Regions from separate parts of the Macaca mulatta genome. Here region 1 is linked to region 2. Evidence: chromatin contacts called from public Hi-C data. All regions are on one chromosome and are shown on one strand. Each heading gives the region's core, a stretch centred on a gene start, on an enhancer-like site or on the middle of the called end of the contact. The rest is flanking DNA. Distances are from core to core; before and after follow the strand shown.

Region 1 (2,700 bases), core at 187-2,686, 180 kb after region 2:
TCCATTCTGCAGGTTCCTGGGCTATGCGTTCGGCTTCTTACTGATCCCCAGGGGTTGGAGGGAGCAACTGATGCTACAGGGTGAGACCTGAGGGTGGAGAAATGAATGTTTCTTGCTGCCCAAAGGGAGCCTTGAAAATCCTCCCACAGCCCAGAGTCAGCAGGAAAGCCAGGGCTGTGAGGGAGTAAGAGCGAACCATTCACTGCGCAGAGGAAGATTTAGGTGCTAACCGCCGTCATTGGCAGCACATGTCCACGATAATCGGGTAACTGGATTATAAAATACCCACTGGAATTATTTAGAAGACTAATCAGAAAGCATTTAGAACAACAACGGTGCTAAAAAGAAGACGGCAAACTGCGGCCCACGTCCTGGAGAGCCGCCCTTGGCTCCTGCCTGCTTGGGGGAGCTGGGAGTGAGCTGGAGTAAGAGGAGCCCCCAGGGGAGTCAAGTGAAGCTTCCTTGACAGAGCCCAGAGGAAGGCTGGACTAAAACACAAGCCAAAGCATTTGGAGAATTGTGTATACAGTCTGTAACTGACGGCCCAGGGTCAGAAAAAGGAAAATCTTTTTGGTTTTTCTTCCTCAAACAAGCAATGGTGGTCTGGCCGGAGCAGGGTGTTACCCCTTCTGAATTGTAAGCAAACAAGTTCTGCGGAGACCTTGGCCAAAGTCAACTTCCTCTCCTGATGTATCTCTCTGTCTGTCTCTCTGGTTCAAAGGGTGGCCCTTAGGACAGATATCCTCCTTGCAGACTGCGGCCTTGTCTCCTGGTGCCCCAGGGCAGGGGGTGGGGTGTGGAGAGACTTTGATGCTCTAGAACAGGGGTCAAGCAAACCATGGGTCAGGCCAGATCCAGCCCACACCTATTCTTCTACTGCCTGTGAGTGAAGAAGGATTTTTACATTTTTAATTGGTTGAAGAAAAATCAAAAGAAGAACAGCATTTGGCATGTGAAAATTATATAAAATTCAAGTTTCAGTGTCCATAAATAAAGTTGTATTGGAACACAGCCACGCCCATTCGTTTATATATGGTCTGTGGCCGCTTTCACGCTACCGTGGCAGCGTTGTGACAGAAACCATCTGCATGGGCCCCAAAGCTGAAAATATTTACTAGTTGGCCCTGTATAGAAAAAGTGTGCTGGGAGGTCTCTGTAGAGTCTTGTTATTTTCTACAGCACTCCATAAATTTGGTGCTTTAGGGCACTATGCCCTCAACAGAAACTAGTAAATTCTGTCTCTCAGTCCATGTCAGAGGCATGGGACCTGCAGAGGGGAACAAGCCACTCTAGGTCTCCTTTGCCTGGCACAGTGTTGCAGTTCAGTGAGCGTTTGTTGAGCATCTGCTATGTCCCAGTCCCTGAGGACACCACATGGGCAGGCTGCTGTCCCTGCGTCACAGTGACTGGGCAGCCAGTCGGGAGATAGGCATGGAAGTGGGTCGCCTGACTGTGACATGGTCAGTGCAGAGGAAAGGCGGACACAGGCTCTGTGGGAGTGTAGAGTGGCACCTTAAGTTCTGAGTGGGCATTTCTTTGTTGAGCCCACCCTGGAGTCCTGCTCTAAGGAAGAAACTGACTGAAGAAATGGGAAAGTAGCAGTTCTGTTAATTAGTTCATGAATGAAAAAGCTCCTGGTACAAATTACCCAGTAGGAATTGTTACACATAATGAGCAAAACGGTTACCTTGTTAGAAAAATAATAGAGACTTGAATCCTGAGTTGGTATTATAAGAATTCTGGGAGATTGACTAATCCACCAAGAACAACAGTTTCCAGGTTTTAAATGATATGTTTAAAATAGCCTTTTGGCAAGATGCTAAACCACGGCCTAGCACGCTACCATCTGTATAAGAGGGGCTGTGCACCAGTATTCTTCTATGAGCATAAAGTGTCTCTGGGAGGATATATAAGAACCTAATTCACTGTCCCAGAAGGGGTGCTGGGTGGCTAGGGATGGGGGTGGAGGGAGACTTTTCACATATGCTTTTATTTTTACAATTTGCATGATTTTCACTTTATTTACAAGCATTTGTTTGGGATAATTTTTGCTGTTTTGCATATCCATTTTAACCTTTTGAATTTTGAACCATGTGAACCTAGTACCTATTCAAAAAATATTACATTTAATGTAAAATAAAAAGCACATGGTTTTGCCATTATCTCCCTACGGTGTTTTAGGAAAAATCATTTTCTCTCTTTTTTTTAATTTTATTTATTTATTTATTTATTTATTTTTATTTTTATTTATTTATTTATTTATTTTGAGACAGAGTCTCTGTTGTACAATGGCTTGATCTCAGCTTACTGCAACCTTCACCTCCAGGGTTCAAGCGATTCTTGTGCCTTAGCCTCCCAAGTAGCTGGGACTATAGGCATGCACCACCACGCCTGGCTAATTTTTGTGTTCTTTTTTTTAGTAGAGACAGGGTTTTGCCATGTTTGCCAGGCTGTTCTCGAACTCCTGGCCTCAAGTAATCCGCTCGCCTTGGCCTCCCAAAGTGCTAGGATTACAGGCTTGAGCCCAGCCATTTTCCCCTTCTTTCATTGAACAAATGAGGCTTGATTGCCTACCATCAGCAAGGCACTGCTCTGGGCCCAGAAATTACATCTCTGGGCCTCTGTTTCTTCCTCTGTAACATGGAGAGACCAGATCATCTCTGGGGCAGTGGTCTTCAACTTGAGTGTGCATCGGACTCA
Region 2 (2,700 bases), core at 151-2,650:
CAGAATTGGTAGGGTAGGCGGGAGGACTTTCCACTGCTGAAGATGGAGAACCGTTACCCCTCAAAAAACACAAAAACCTCGGGTGCTTTTGGCAGCAGTCTCCTCCGCCCATGACCTCATGCTTTAAGCTCCCATATAGCCTCCCTCCGCCCAATCCACACCCAGCGCCCGGGTGGGGGTGGGGTGGGGGACACTGGCGAAGGTCTGGGTTGCGGGAGGTCATTCTTCTTGCGCGAGATTTTGGGGGAAGGGGCGCAACGATTTCCCCCATGGAAAAAAAAAATGGATGGTGTAACTTTCTGTAGTGCAAAAAATACTGTCTTGCCCTCGAGACAGATGCCTCGAACCCGGCTCGAGGTGGTCTGTTTAGCTGAACTACCTTTGGCTCACGTTTCCACTGACCAGGAAAGAAGCTTGGAAATGCAGGGATATCAGGCCAGGTTCCCTGGCACCTGGGCCGACCACTGCCACGCCTTCGCGGGACCTGGGGGCAGTCCTGCTGTTGCCCTCCACCCCCGGCCCGCACCGCCAAGGTTTGAACCTTTGGCTCGCCTTTCAGCCCGCGCCCTGCCCCCTCCTCGCAGCTGCTCCCGGTTTGGGTGCAGCGGTTTCCCCCGCAGAGGAGGAGGAGGCAAGAGCGACGGAGCGACTCCGGGCTCGGGTTTCCGCACCAATGCCGAGCAGCCCCGGGCGGCCCCCGGCGGCCTTCCCTCCTCCCCGGCACCACGTTCCACAGTCATGGCGCGCGAGGAGGGGCGAGCGCGCGCGGCGGCTGCACCCGCGCCCCCTCTCCTCCCCTCCCCTCCGCCGCCCGGCCCCTCTCCTAGGCAACCTCCCTCCCTGGCCTGCTGCGCCCGCCGCGGCGATGGAGACCCCTCCCCAGAGAGCTGCTCTTCCAGCGCGGTCTACTGCACCCCTTCCCCGCCCCCATCGGGGCGGAGGGATGGAGACGCGCGCTTCGCGAACCTCCAGCCCCTTCTCCGGAGCCCCAGCCCTCTCCCAGCCCCACCGAGGCCAGGGTGCAGTGGGGGTGGGCGCGGACCGTCTCCTCGCAGCCCGCCTCGACCTCGGCATCTTTGCAGACCCTTAGAAAAATAAACAAACCCCCTCCCAAACCCCAGTCGTTTGCTTGCAAAGCGCGTTACAATAACCGGGACGGCTACGCAGGAAGCAATCCTGCACTGGTCTGGGTTTAAGGCGGCAGCTTCCCGGCCACGCTGCCTTCTCCCCGGCCTCGATTTTCCGGCCACGCCGGAGAGTCCGCTGCACCTCGGGGCTGACAGGTCCCGCTCGCGCAGGGCCGCAACTGGGCCCGTGTCCCCCGTCCCATCCTCGTCCAGAGACTCGCCAGCCTACAAAAGGTGCAACCTCACGCACACGCAAAGCGCACAAATAAAGTCAGCAGCGCACCGCCGCGAAGGCTGCGAACAATGCGCCGGGCTGCCCGCGCCCGCCGGAGCGCTGCGCCCCGGGGGAAAGGGGACGCGGGCGGGGGCCGCGGCGGAGGACCAGCCGGCCGCGGCGCTGGACACCTTACTTCCTGCTTCCCCGCCCGCGGCCAGACCCAGCTCTGCGGAGGGATATCTCTCCCCTCCTCGGTCCCTCTCCCTCCCTTCCCCCGCCCTCCCCCCTTTTTGCTCCTGCTCCCCCCCCCACCCCGCCTTTCTCCTTTTGCAAGAAAATAATTTGACAGTCGATTTGCTGACAGGGGAGGAATTTGCATCCTGGATTTAAAAAAAAAAAAAAAAAGGCCGAGAGGAGCTTGGGAACGGTTGCTAGGGGTGGGTAATGGGTGAAAAAAGGGGGGTACCGGGGAGCGGATAAGGAGGGTTAAGGGAGGGGGCGAGGATGGGGAGCAATGCAAAGGTAAGGCCAGGTTACCGCGGCTCGGCCCCGAGTGGGCTGCGGCCGGGGGAGGGGCGAGAGATACATATGTATTTCTGTCTCCCCAGCACACCCCCTTCCCTCTAAGCGATGGCTGAGAGGCGGTGCATGCAGATGGGGAGTAAGTTTCCTGAAGGGGAGGGTGGATGCACGCGCGCAGCCCGGCGCTGCAAATTTCCACCGGGGAGGGAGAACGGCTGGATGCGGAGAGTTTGGAGTTGCTTGCGGCGGAGGGCAGGAAGGGGAACAGGGCTGGGAAAGGGGGCTGGCGGGCGCTATATCTGGGAGTAAGTTTCCAGCATCAGGAGAGCCTGCACGCTTGCTCACTAGTAAGTTTCTGGCCGGGGAGGGCGCATGGGGAGGAGGAGAGGGAGGGGTGCATGTATATAGAAGGGGGGAGGGGGGGAGCAGATTTCCTGCGGGGAGGCTGAATGCATATGGAGAGTAGATTTCCTGAAGGGAGGGTGGAGGCGTAGACGGACCGAGTAAGTTTCTTGCTGGGGTGGTGGAGGAGGTGGTGGGTTGGTGCTTTGGAAACCCAAAGCTTCCTACCCCGGGTGGGGGAGCACACTCTTGCGGCGGGGCGAGGGGCCAGGTTCCCTGCTGGGGAGAGGGGCTTGCATCTGGGGAGTATGTTTCCTGGCGGAGCGATATTTGTTTACAGGCTGAGGGCAGTACTGTAAGTGAGTAGCGCTGAGAGAAGGCGGCTGACATAAATTAATATTGAAATTACTCCATCAGCTCTGCTCGCCCCCCATCTCACCCCCCAAGCGGAGACTGGTCTTCTCGTCGGATTGCCCATGCACTTGTTGCAGA

What was found. A called contact is a pair of places that touch in the nucleus more often than the background predicts.
Region 1: a contact with region 2 is called in a Hi-C map of fetal cortical plate, with 2.6 times the contacts expected there. The contact joins the enhancer-like site here to the promoter of TRERF1 in region 2. A contact is called at or near these places in 3 of 14 Hi-C or Micro-C datasets (fetal cortex germinal zone, fetal cortical plate and liver).

The regions. Positions count from the first base shown.
Region 1 is chr4:139,870,040-139,872,739 of T2T-MMU8v2.0, forward strand. The region is part of intron 4 of TRERF1 (transcriptional regulating factor 1); the gene reads left to right. Among named protein-coding and RNA genes, the nearest start is that of MRPS10, 58 kb to the right of the region's middle. Within about 2 kb of position 1,437, at least 5 of the 40 cell types and tissues checked have an H3K27ac peak or open chromatin away from gene starts, as enhancers often do. A contact at or near this core is called in fetal cortical plate, where this site is marked.
Region 2 is chr4:139,692,394-139,695,093 of T2T-MMU8v2.0, forward strand. It overlaps TRERF1 (transcriptional regulating factor 1), which reads left to right and starts at 1,401. Exons shown (of 17, transcript XM_077999962.1): 1 at 1,401-1,781; 2 at 2,626-2,700.